Regions from separate parts of the Xenopus laevis genome. Here region 2 is linked to region 1. A link is a contact called in public Hi-C data. All regions are on one chromosome and are shown on one strand. The core of a region is the stretch at or near the end of the contact, and the rest is flanking DNA. Distances in the headings are between cores, read along the strand shown. Region 1 overlaps bcor.L (BCL-6 corepressor). Region 2 holds the start of bcor.L (BCL-6 corepressor).

Region 1 (6,604 bases), core at 2,913-5,412:
ACCAAAATAGGTGTTTTTTTCTGGGTGCCGGAGCCGTGGTTTCGGGACAAAGTGGAAAGTAATTTGAGTGACTTGTGGCAGATTTGTTCCTTGAATGACCTCGCAGTGCTCGCCTGGATATTGACATGTAGAGCAGCACTTGTTGGAGGGGGGAGAGAGGGGTGGGGCTGTTTTTAGAAACGTCTGTTCAGGCGGCTGTTGACCTGCTTTATTCGCTGCCTGTTTGGAAAGGAGGTTTCAAGGTTCCCTCGAGCCTGATCGCCCTGCTGTGCCAGAAAGGACTGATCCCAGTTGGCGCTGAGCTTGGCACTAGCCAGGCAGCCCTTGGGGGTCACGATTTATGAGTGGGCTGACTCATAGGAAAGCCAATGTCCTCTTCATAAAGAGCCATTTATCTGACTCTGCCAGCTGCAAAATTCATGTAGAAAAGCAGCTCACAGCGTCTCCTAAAAATCCCGACAAAATGATTATTGCGGCCAGCCTGCTTTTTCCAATTAGCGCTCTTACTCCGACAAAGCTTTCTTTATTAACCAATTAGCAGCCAGGAGGCGATCCATGGGAATTTCAGCTCTTCACAACCAGCAACATCGCATGGACTGGAAATTGGAAATCAGCAGATATAGCAGCACTTCCACATCCCTAGAATTAAAATACTACAATTGATGTCGTTACTCAGTCGCGTGAGGCCTACTCAGGTCTGTGATTGTGGACAAAAACACGCGCCCTGTTATACAGCAATAGAATAGGCTCAGTTTGGAAAATACATGGTTTTACCGATAGATCAACGTGGGGAAATAGCCAGCTTTAACACAAAGAAACAATGACTGGAGCTGTAAAGAGATTAACTATTTCTGTCTCCACTCTCTCGCTATTGTGACCGTTTTAACATATAAAATGAAAACCCACACAAAACAGAGGTGAAGGAAGGAAGTGCAAAAAATCCAATTATGGGCCCTCAAACAGTGCCAGTCGCGTCATAGCAGGGAAGACAGACGCCGAATGATCAAACAGTCGCATCGCGCCGGAGTGGTGCTGTTATGTTTAACTGCGACGTCTGCAGGTATTATCGTCATTATACTGGCGGAATTCAAAGTTTGGCCCACAGGGTCACATTCATATAATGAGCGACGGTGTTCATTTAACAACCCTCATTTTGACGATTCAAATCACAAACTAGCCCTAAAATGATTCGGACCCCCTCTATATTTAAAGGTCCGATGCTCCACGCGACAGGCTTCTCAAACTGTGGTTATAAGAGATCTGTGAAATTGCTCGTTATTTATGGGAAAAGAATGGGGAGACAGCGAGAATGCCAGTAGCAACGGTAATGTCGCTCTAGGCCCGAGTCAGCCGCCTTCTGCTGTGACTCACTTCTCTTTTGAAACGAATTGGCTTTTACAGGAAGCATGGAAATTAAAGTCTCGCTGAAGTGCACATTTCAGATCCTTTTAGTGACATTAATTTCTTGTAAACATCCGCGATCTTATAACCAGAAGATACACCGCACTTTCCTTTTTATCGTGCTCCCCACAGACTATGCGAATAGACGTGCGAATAGGAGGCACGACCTTTAGCGACCACAGACTTGACATTTTATTCGACCAGAAGGCATTCCAAGCAGAGGTTTTGCTTCCCCTTAAAGAGGCATTAATGAGAAATAAAGATTCGCATGACAACTGGAGCGAATGTGGCAGTTGCCTGTCCAGTTACTTAATTGTAGTTTCTTTGTGCCAGCAGACATAGCATTGAAAGAGCAACTTCTTCAAGAAAGCTACTATAGCCTTATAGATCTCAGGGGTGCAAACCCGATCATGGGCTCCAGTAGAACAGTTGTATGAAAGAAGGTAAATTACATTGTGTACTATAACCAGCTGTTGGTGAGCAAAAACTCCCAGCACCCTCTGTCAACCCAGAACAGCAGAACAACATCTGGAAAACTGCTGGATGGTACCCTCGCAAATGTTATTCTGTGTGGAACAAGTGTAGGACTGCTCCACCAGGATGCAATGACAACTCATATGAGCCCATGGGGCAAGTTGACTAACCAGCGAACATTCCCAGTGATGGCTTTGCGCACATCGTAACACTTCGCCAGGCTAAATTCGCCTGGACAATGCTAATTCCGAAGTTGCACACAGAGTACCGACTGCTGGCGAAATTACGCTCAGCAGTTCGAAGTTATGCTAGCGTTGGCTAATTAGCATACGGCGTGCAGTTAATGTACAATGGCCATATATGCTGCAGCAAATACATTACACTACACAAGGCCAGGGAACCTAAATAAAATAAAATAGAGTTGTTATATTGCCCTACACCAGGGTCGGACTCCCCCTCCAGCCACCTACTGTGATGAGCCAAGCTTGGCTTTACTGTGTTAGGGCGCCGCTCAGTGCGCATGCATGTACGGCGCCATGTGCATGCGTGAGCTGCGTCGCTCAGCGCGCATGCATATCGGGAGAGGAGTTCTAGGCCAGCGGGGACCCACGAGGGTCGGGGCCCAGCGGGTTATTTCCCGGTGTTCCACCGGGCTAGTACGACACTGCCCTACACTGCTACATGTGCCCACAGTATAGTTTAGGTGCCATATGTTAGCAAATGTAGGGGGGATAGATGGTACCCCAAAAAAAATTACAATCTTTTTAAGTCTATCACCCTTTAAATAGGAAAAAACGCCAGCGTCTTTTGGGACTTGGAAAAATGTTCAACTTTTTTTTGAGGAACTCCTATCTACTCAATTGCACTTTGCCTGGTCTGAGGTGGCGAAGCCACGTCTGGCGATGGAGGTAATGGTCAGTAAAATCAATAACTCAGTGAATTTGCGTTGTAACACTCTTTTCGCCAGACCGAAAATTCGCCTGGCTTTAGAGTGTGAAGTTGCGCCAGAGTCTATCTCCTTGGCGAAAGCAAAATTATGCCAGCTACCGTTAGTAAATTGGCGAAAGTGCCGAAATGACGTTGCGCTGGCGAATTTTTGCCAGCGTTAGCCACTTCGCCCTTTAGTAAATTTCCCCCCCCATGTGTTTTTGTGGGCCCTCCTGCTCACTCAACAATTGGCCATGTATGCTTATACCATATGAGACCAAGGAGGAGGAATGGAGGGAAGGATAGATGATGGTGGGTAATTAGAAGCAACTAAATGAACAAAGAAGGTCAAGAGAGGAGAAAATTCATTTGGAGAATGACTTGCACTCTGAAGCTTTCTGGCAGAGCGTGTTGCTTAACCTTGGGTTCTCAGATGTAGCAGAACTATAACAGTGTGCATTTACCTTTTTTATGCAGTATTTGGAGGATGCTGGTAGTAGTCCACAACTTCTGGGGAACCAAGGATAAGAAACCCAAGCAAGAATGGCTATATGAAAATGTCCAACTCATTGCTAAACGTTCACCCTGAGTTAAAACTTTCAGACACCGGGACAGTTCCTGTTTCGCCCTGGTCTTTGTCTCCTTTGCTGGTTCAGAAATGCGTTCCCTATGAAGATTACTGTGAGCTGGGGACATGGACAGGATGGAAGTCTGCCTGGCCCAGATAATAGGAACAAGGCAGCCTCAGAACTACACATCTGCATACACACATACAAAATACACTGCTGATGCACAACACCTCGTGAGACAAAACTGTCAGTCACGCTCGGCTCATTATGATGGCCTGCGAGAAGGCGCGACTGCAGGCAGCCGAGCAGTGCGTGTGTGTCATTGTTTGCAGAGCGCCTAAACACACAGCCCTTCACAGAATACAAATAGGAAAAACGTGGTTGTGAAACAGCCGAAATCAAGAAGTTCTTCATACACACAAACTGCAGGAAGGGACACTGTGTGCACACGCTCTGCAAGCAAAATAGTGACAATAATACTCCTATGTTTAAGACCAACGCACGGTGTGTTATTAATAGAGGCCCAGCACTCTAAAGCGTTCCGCGGTAACTGTACTGTAACCCACAGTCTCTTCCCTAGAGTTAAATCGTATGTACTATGCAACCACCCGGGACCCAATCCTGCCTAGTAGTGTGACTGTGCGACACTTGGCTAAAGAGTTCCACCTATGGACTGAATGAGACGCGCGAACCAGCAGCGCGGGGGTTAACTAAGAAAAGTCCCCAGCCGGAGCAGCTGCAGCCCAGACACGCCCCGCAGCCCTTATCAGGTCAATCAATCGTGGGAGCCAGAAGCGCAGGCTGAGCCTGTAGCAGGGGCACAGAGCCGAGGCGTGCGCGAACTGCACACACAGCAAAGGGGAAGAGGTGCAGCCGTAGACGTGTCAGGTGCAACAGGCAGGCTCCTATCTACATATTGCGGCCACTAATCTCTGAGAAACATCTCCCTGAGCGAGGATAGCACTCGCAGCCTGTCATACTAACCGTTGGCTTCAGTGTTGCTTAAATACGGAAGAGACGGTTTCGCCGCACAGGATGTAAGCTGTCGCTGTAAAGGACTTTGTTCGTGGCCCTAAGAGCTAACAGTCTAATATCTGACCATTGTGTAGCTGCAAAGTAACACATTGTAGAAAAGTATTCACTCAATTCATGGGAACTGCGAGGCCAGGTCTTCGCTCTCAGTACGCCCCATACATATTCTTTGTTTTAATCGTTCACAATCATTTAAGATAATTGAATGCCCATTAAACTGTGGTTTTTAGTCGTATTTGGCTTTAAACCCAATTTTCTCATTCAGCATTTGGGCAGGACCCTATAACGCTTATGCTACAGGCACACAGAGATATTTTAAATAACCCCCAATCCGTATATGTGAGATAGTACTACTGCGTTAGTGCCATCTAGACTTTTATTCTCGCTAAACCAGCCTTACGGCCATACATGAATACCATAGAACATTTGTTCTGGGTGAGTGCCTGAACGATCACAACTGCAGGAAGCGAAAAGAGGCCGCCGCTCCTTTTGGTTGCTGTTAAAAAGGTTTTTTTTTTACCAGAACCATTAATCCATAAGGCTTATTATTGGTCAAAAGGTAGCCGATTGAGCACGACAGACCAGAAGGGAGAGACGGCATATGGCTATATGTGGCCATCAGAAATCGCAGGGCCCCATACGACAAGATTTCCTGGGCCCCCTGGGCTGCGCCCTCCCCACCCACAGGTCCACCCCCCACCACACAGTAAAAAAATAAATATTGGTGGTTAGGGTTCCCACATGTTAATAAAAAAAAAAAAATATTGGTGGTCAGGGCCCCCCATGAAAAAACATTTGTGGTCAGGGCCCTCCATAAAAAAACATTTGTGGTCAGGCCCCCCCATTAAAAAATATTGGTGGCTAGGACCCCACATGGTTAAAAAAAAAGTGTCCAGGGCCCCACCCACATTATAAGAACATTGGTGGCCAGGGCCCCCCTTAAATGGATTATAAAAAAACTTGCTCCCCCCCAGAAGTTTAAAAAAAAATTGGTGCCCAGGGTCCCACCACACAACAGGGACCACAAAGGTGATTGGATGAGCTGGAGGGACATTCAAACCTCAGCTATTCAATCCCTGAGCAGCTCAGCCGGGACTTAAACTCTGTGACCAATAAGGGTAATTAATGGACAGAAGACAACTCCCCCTGTGCTCCTGCCCTGCCTTCCCGAAGTCAGCAGCTCTCAGAAAGCAGGGGGGCTGGCTAATCAAGTAAGTGCAGCGTGGCCGGCCCCCCTTACCCTCGAGGGCCCCCTAGAACTCTCCCCCCTGTCCCCCCCTGATGGCGGCCGTGGTGGCCAGACATTGGGCTGGTAATGTAGATGAGGTCAAATCTTTACTTCTGACTGTTTTTTAAGATACCTTTCAGATTTGCTATTTTATGGCCACTTGTGCTTTGTGAATGATCATCAACCCCTGGATCTGCAATCTCAGCTGGGCCACAGTTGCAGCACACCAAATCTTTGTCTGACTGTGTGCCATATACAACATTATTATATGCAACTGGGATCTAAGAAATTACATACCCCTGACTGGTATCAAAAGAGCAGATGTGCATGAGGCTTAAAGGGTGTGCTTCCACATCCAATTTTCCATGAAAGCAGTTACTCCAGCTGCATTAGCTTGGAAAACATATGTGCATGAGGTCTTTGGAAGGCAGCACAGATCTAAAAACAGTGCTATGTGAAGCTGCTGGCTGCCCCTCCAGGCTTTTCCCAGTGCGTCTGCCATTTTGTTCCCATATGCAAAGATGCCACAGTGGAAGTGTGGGGGCACAACTATATAATTTTTCTTTTTTTAACCAGTAGTATCTTGGCTCTGGCTCACCCCAACTCCTGGGTAAGGAAGACAGTATATTGGCCACAGTGAGACAAAGGGTCTACTCTGCTAGTCACAAGAAATACCATTTAGCTTTATTTGGCACCAATATTTCAGATTGAGCCCATAAGCAGCATTGTTATATGTCTACATGAGAACCTGGATATGTTAAACTATGCACCCTGCAAAATTTGAATAGAGTGCAGAGTGCCCTCATTGGCAGTTACATGCTGCTGCAATTGATGCACCACTATGCAAACTGTGTATTACAGTTCTGTCATAAACCATATCGGTGGTGTCACTGCTTTCTAACATTTTATACGGTAGGTCACATATCCAAGAAAGTTTATATTAAAAAGATGCCATTAGGCAGTCTTGATGGCA
Region 2 (6,604 bases), core at 1,340-3,839, 62 kb after region 1:
TGCAAGTCCTTAAATTGTACCACATGCCCCAGAATACGTAGCTATGTACCAAGCGAGTCATAACACCATACTAATTAGTCACAAGGGCACACAGTGACACGTCCATACTGCAAAGAGTTAAAAGTGTAACATGAATTTGCCCCATACTTCTCATCTGTCTACTTTGTTAAAGCATCGTAACGAGTAGGGAAGCGATCACCCAAATTTTGTTCCTTGCAGTGTGGGGTTAAGCAAAAGCGGCTGTAAATCGATTCACACAAAGCCCTAATCTCAGCACATCAGCGCGATCCGCTGCAACAGCAGTCAATCGCACTTTAACCGCTCAGTCAGGCAGCCACCAGCCCACTGACTATTCTGCCCCAGGTGGAAACATTTGCCTGCCAATAATCAATGTGAAATACAGGTTTTGTTCCAGACAGCAGCTTCTATATAACGAGAGGGATGCAGAGAAAGAATGGCATAACACCTTGTTATTAAATACAAGATTTTAAAAGCTATTTACAAGACCCATGTATTACAACTCCCAGCATCCCCACCAAAGATTGGAAAGCTATACTTTATATAACAGAGACAAAAAATAAGGTACTAACTGTCCCCTTCTCAATCTCCAATACATTAGTCCCCAAGGTAGACAATATTTAATACAAGGCCTTGCAATGCAAACAATCTATTTAGTTTCACGCACGAGTTAAAGGGGTGGTTCACCTTCATTATGTTATAGAAGGGCCAATTCTAAGCAACTTTTCAATTGATTTATTATTATTTTTTTATAGTTTTATAGTTATTAAGACTCTTTGCAGCTTTCAAATAGGCGTCGCTGACCCCTTCTAAAAAAATCAAATGCTCTGTAAGGCTACAAATGTATTGTTATTGTTACTTTTTATTACTGATCCTTCTATTCAGGTCCTCTCCTATTCATATTCCCCTCTCTTATTCAAATCAATTAATGGTTGCTAGGGTAATTTGGACCCTAGTTACCAGATTGGTTAAGATGCAAATTGAAGAGCTGCTGAATAAAAAGCTAAACAACGCAAAAGTCTCCAATAATAAAAAATGAAAACCAATTGCAAATACTCTCAGAATATCCCTCTCTATATCATACGAAACGCTATCTCAAAGGTGAACAACCCCTTTAATTGTTCCATTCGGTTGACTGGCAGAAGCCATTGCACACAATGAGAACCTTAGTGACTCTCTATTTCGGATGTTACCATAATAGCTGGAGGAGTATGGTAGATGTAGGCAACTAGTAACTAATGTGACCTAAAGATTTTTTAGTAGATGCCACAGCGACAAGGAAAATCCTCATTGCTGGTGTTTAACTCGACCGGACACACAGCTCTGCACAAAAATTGCCTCCAGCTTTAATAATGATCAATGCTGATTGAAGTTACGGAATGAATCAATAGGCGCAACGTTTCGTGCACTCTCGCCTCGGAACTAATTTATCAGCCCAGCTGGAAAAGGGAGTGGGCGGTGGGGGAATTCCTGCTAGTTCCATGATCACATTAGAGATTAAGCTCGTACTGCAGCTCAAGGCAAGTCCAAGCTGCGCACCTTTGGGCTGGATATAACCTCGTGAGTCAGGCTGAAAACCCGGGGGAACGGTTTAATTGAATGATGTCTCCTCCACGTATGACAGAACTGCCCACCTATAAATGACATGGGACCATCTAAGAAACAAGTTATCAGCCATAATTACGAAGACAACTTCGTGTTACGTCCTTTCCATAACTAGCTCATATGAAACAGTTATTTAGGCAGTCACTTCAATTCTGGTCACGGCTACAGCGCAGATAAAAGTCGCAGTCGCACGCAGCAGCCACGCCTCTAAAGTTGATCAATGGGGGGTATATGACACATACAAGGTTTAGTTAAAAGTGCGTGTTTTCTGACCTTGTCTCCGGCGATTCCTCTCGATGTCTGACGTGACAGCGACGCCAACTTTGCCCTGACCTAGTCACGGAGTGTGAGTAAGTCGTTTCCCTGTAGGCGCCGTCTGCAGGTGCCTCTTTCTCCCGGAAATATCACTGTAGCACGGACATGCTTCCTCCTCCCGTTTGCTGCTCTAGTCTCGCCTCCCCCTTCTGTGTCCGTCAGAGTGCGGGGTAATCCCCTCGGCACGTGCACTCTCTCCTGGTCGCAGCAACGGGTCCCTCTCTCTTCCCTTCCCCTGGCTTATGTCTCCCGGCACACGCTTGTTCCTGTTATTGTTTAATCTGCTGTTGTGCGAAGGAAACAAGCTAAACCTCCCAGCCCTTCGCCGTGCATCGGCTTCTTTCCTCCGCGCTCCTCTCTCCCCTCCCAGTCTCCCTCCTCCCCTACTGTGTGACAAAAGCACGGGAGTCTGGCTCAGGCGAGTTACACGGCGTCTCCCAAGCGCTGCTCTCCGGCAGGAAACGGAGGGAACTAGCCTGCTGCCCTTATGCCTGCTGGGAATTTAGTTCCGTATCTTGTGCTCAGTGTTTGACTTTAGGCTTCACTCTCCTCCTTCCCATTCACTCCGGGTTATAGTTCTTCAGTTTCTCATAGTCTCTAGTTATTTTCCCCAGACACCTGCGGCATGGCTCCCCTTCCATCCAACTTCAACGCCGAAGAATTCAGACCAAAGCACCAGATAAACTGTAGCTGCGCACTCGGCCTCCACTGCCCATGACGTCCTCCGCACCACTTGCCCCACTGCTCGTTGACAAACCGGCAGCCAACAGAGCTCGTCTTCATCCACTCGCATATAACCAAGAACATAACCTATATAAAATGAAACTAATTATACATATGGCATCAATAAGTGCTTGCAGGGGTCTATGATCTAAACACTGTATTGTTCAAGGGCCAGAATGGCCACAAAGTAGTATTTTATGGGAGTAGATGGCAGACTTCCAAACGACTTCAATGTTTAGCACAATGCCCACTTTAGGTACCTTTAAGTGTCCCCCTAAACTCTGTAGACCCACTGGGGGTCATTTATCAACACTGGGCAAATTTGCCCATGGGCAGTAACCAATAGCAACCAATCAAATAGCTACATTCATTATTCTACTTGCAGCTGGCTTTAAAAAGCTAATCACTGATTGGTTGCCAGGCCCAGACTGGCAATCTGTGGGTTCTGGCAAATGCCAGAGGCGCTGCTATAAGGTCCCATAGAAAGTCAGTATTTAGTGGGCTGATGGAGGGCTGTTTGGGCCTCTGTGTACCTGAAACAGCAGGGCCTATTTTAATTCTCAGTCCGGACCTGTTGGTTGCCATAGGTAACTGCCCATGGGCAAATTTGCCCAGTGTTGATAAATGAGCCCCAGTGTCTTTTAAACAGCTAGGAACAAGTTACCAGACGCAACCATGAGCCAAGCTCCATTACAGATTTACATCATCTGGTGCACTACCAATAACTTGGAGAACTTCAAAATTCCTTTGGTTGGAGCGCATGCTAAGAACCAGGCCTGGAATGGCATTCAAAATAGGCCCTGGCATTTCAAGTACATAGAGGCCCAAACAGAACCCCACCAGCCCACTAAATAGTGACTGTCTATGGCAGTGATCCCCAACCAATGTCTTGTGAGCAACCTGTTGCTCTCCAATCTCTTGAGATATTGCTACCAGTGGCCTTAAATTAAGTATGTAGCCTCTATTTGAATTCCTGATCTGAAGACAAGTTATAGTTGTATAAAAACCATGTGCACTGCAAAACAGAGCCTCCTGTAGGCTGCAAGTCCAAAGAGGGGCTTACACTCACAGCCCATCTGCATACAATTTTATCAGAATAACATTGAAGGTGGAAAAACGAGCGGATCTTTCCCCGATATGCCATTAATGAGCATGGCTATATCGGGGTAATCTGAACGTTCAGCCATATGGCTGAACGATCCGATTACGATGCGATGCGCAATGATCGGTCGAGTCAAAATCAAACCTTTCCGATCAACCAAACGACCGATCTCCACCAGACGAAAAATGTCGGCACACTCCACAAACAGATAAACAGAGCAGAGATTGGCCCAAAAATGCATGCTTTCACATTTTGTACCAATTTCCACTCCCATCCTTGCACTAAAGTGGAAGCTATACTTTTCAGTGCAGATCAATGGTGCTGGGGAAGGAAGGGGTACTGCCTCAATGAGGCAAGTTCAGAAGCTCGCCTTAAGCGTCAGCAGCCCACATGTTACCATGGGCAGCAAAAAGCCATTCCTGATAAAATAAAGAGCCACAATTCTGATTTTTAAGTTGGAATTTTGGCCTCATATTGTGAAGAGTGCAATTGTGCTCTTTGCACTATTAATGTGGCCCACTTTACACGCTGACACAAAAAGTGCAGGTTTAGGCATCGACTTGGCTGCCTCAAGGTGGCATTGGGGCCTGAAACACCCCTGTTAGGGAGTGTATTTACTTCTCTCAGCCTGCAAAAAAGGAGAGAGCCCACCAGAGTCAATGCTCTGTGTGCCCTCAGTCTAAGCCTTACTGCCCATGCACCCAGCTAGAATTAAGTAATTCGGAAACAATATGAAGAAGTTGGAGAGGGTAAAGTACCTTACTGTATTTACATTGTAGGACCAATTTGAGGTACTAAATTTCAAGTGTAAAGCTGGCCATAGATGTAAAGATTTTTAAAAGATCCAATCGTTATTGTGAGACTGCCATGATCTCAAAATGATCGTTGTGTCCATTAAATAAAAAGACCATTTCAGGTTTTTTGCCAGCAAAACTGAAGAGTAGCTGCCTGCTTGGCCCTGCAAACATAGATAGATTGCACTGGGGTCAATAAAGATTTTTAAACCTGGCCAATCAATTTTCTGACAGATTTTCTGTAAGATGGGCGATCGTTCGAATTCCACTAACCGCACGATAATTTGATGGATTGGTCAGACTGCACTGAAATCGGTCGTTCACCAAAGAAGAATCGTCGCGTCTATGGGGACCTTTAGCAATCCTCAGAATATCTGACAATGGCCCAGCCCTTGGATGTTGCTTTCTCTGTAGATTTAATGTGCTCACCTGCAACTAGCTCCATTCACCTGTTTCCCCCGTAGGCATATGGAGTGAACTCACTCCAAGTAAATTTATTTTGGAACAAGTTCAAGAAATTCATTCTACTGTGAATTGGCACCCATGGACAAGTATACAAGCAATACAAGGCAGCAGATACTCTTGCCAAAAAATGAGAATTACCCCCATGTTTAAGGGGCCCATTCACTAAGTTCGAGTGAAGGAATAGAGGAAAAATAGTTCGATTTTCGAATGTTTTTTTTGGCTACTTCGACCATCGAATTGGCGACTTCGACCTTCGACTTCGAATGGAACAATTCAAACTAAAAATCGTTCGACCATTCGATAGCCGAAGTACTGTCTCTTTAAGAAAAACTTCGAACCCCTAGTTCGCCACCTAAAAGCTACCGAAGTCAATGTTAGCCTATGGGGAAGGTCCCCATAGGCTTTCCAAGTTTTTTCTGATCGAAAGATAATCCTTCGATCGATGGATTAAAATCCTTCGATCGAACGATTATTCCTTCGATTGTTCGATCGAATGAATTGCGCAAAATCCTTCGACTTCGATATTCGAAGTCGAAGGATTTTAATTCGCCAGTCGAATATCGAGGGTTAATTAACACTCGATATTCGACCCTTAATACATCTGCCCCTAGGTGTAAAACCTTTTTCAAAGGGAATTACCCCCACGTTTCTGCGTAAAGCCTGTTTCAAGGGGAATTCCCCTTGAAAAAGGCTTTATGCTGAAAAGTCGTGGTAATTCTAATTTTTTTGGCAAGGGTATCGACTTCCTTGTATTGCCTATATATTCTGGCTACAATCTGGTGGTATGTACTTGACTTATTAATGTTTTTTGATTTAACTATAATGTATACTGTACTTGTAAAAAAAATACACTTTTGTATGATTAATGAATTGTCTATAAAGAAATTCTTCTTGCAGTACCACCTTTGTGTGTTAATATATTTTTTTAAGTGTGCAAGCCCTCAATAGCAAAATAGTATTTCTGATATTACTGTGTGGGGTATTTCTGGGTTTTTTGCACCTTCAATTTGTATATTTTGATTTATTCAGAGTGCTCTCCATTCATTTGTTCTTCATTTCGCACCTGTGGAGATAAACCCCCTGTTAGTTTAAAGGGCTCAATTAGCCCAAAGCCTTTTTAAAAGTAGTGCCACTGTTATTGTATGGCCTTAACAGACACAAAATAATTGTATGTATCTATATTTTTATTTATATAGAGTTACTTATGTGTGCAGCACTGAACAGTAGAACAATACATTAATAAAACAAACAGGGGTTATTACAACAATAAATGTCATTAAATACAAAGTACAGTTGCTAAAGTTTAAGAGCTAAGTATTTAAGATACAAGAGGAAGGATGTGCCCTTACAATCTAAGTGGGAGGGTAACTTACAGACGCAAATAAGAGGATGATTATGCACATTTGGAAGTGATTTTTTATAGTATATTTAACCCCTACAGGGGATGAAGAGGAAGGAGATAAAACTCTCTCCAGAATCCTATTATGAGTATGAGAAATGCTGGAACATTTTAACACTTTACTTCCCAATGTTCTTTGATCTTGCTGCCTGTAAACAGGCTATGCAGCACAGATCAAAGAAG

What was found. A called contact is a pair of places that touch in the nucleus more often than the background predicts.
Region 2: a contact with region 1 is called in a Hi-C map of animal cap, with 4 times the contacts expected there. A contact is called at or near these places in 3 of 4 Hi-C or Micro-C datasets (the XL177 cell line, the XTC cell line and animal cap).

The regions. Positions count from the first base shown.
Region 1 is chr2L:81,345,054-81,351,657 of Xenopus_laevis_v10.1, forward strand. All of the region lies in intron 1 of bcor.L (BCL-6 corepressor), which reads right to left. Among protein-coding and RNA genes, the nearest start is that of bcor.L, 62 kb to the right of the region's middle.
Region 2 is chr2L:81,408,245-81,414,848 of Xenopus_laevis_v10.1, forward strand. bcor.L (BCL-6 corepressor) reads right to left here and starts at 2,590. Exons shown (of 15, transcript XM_041582092.1): 1 at 1,897-2,590.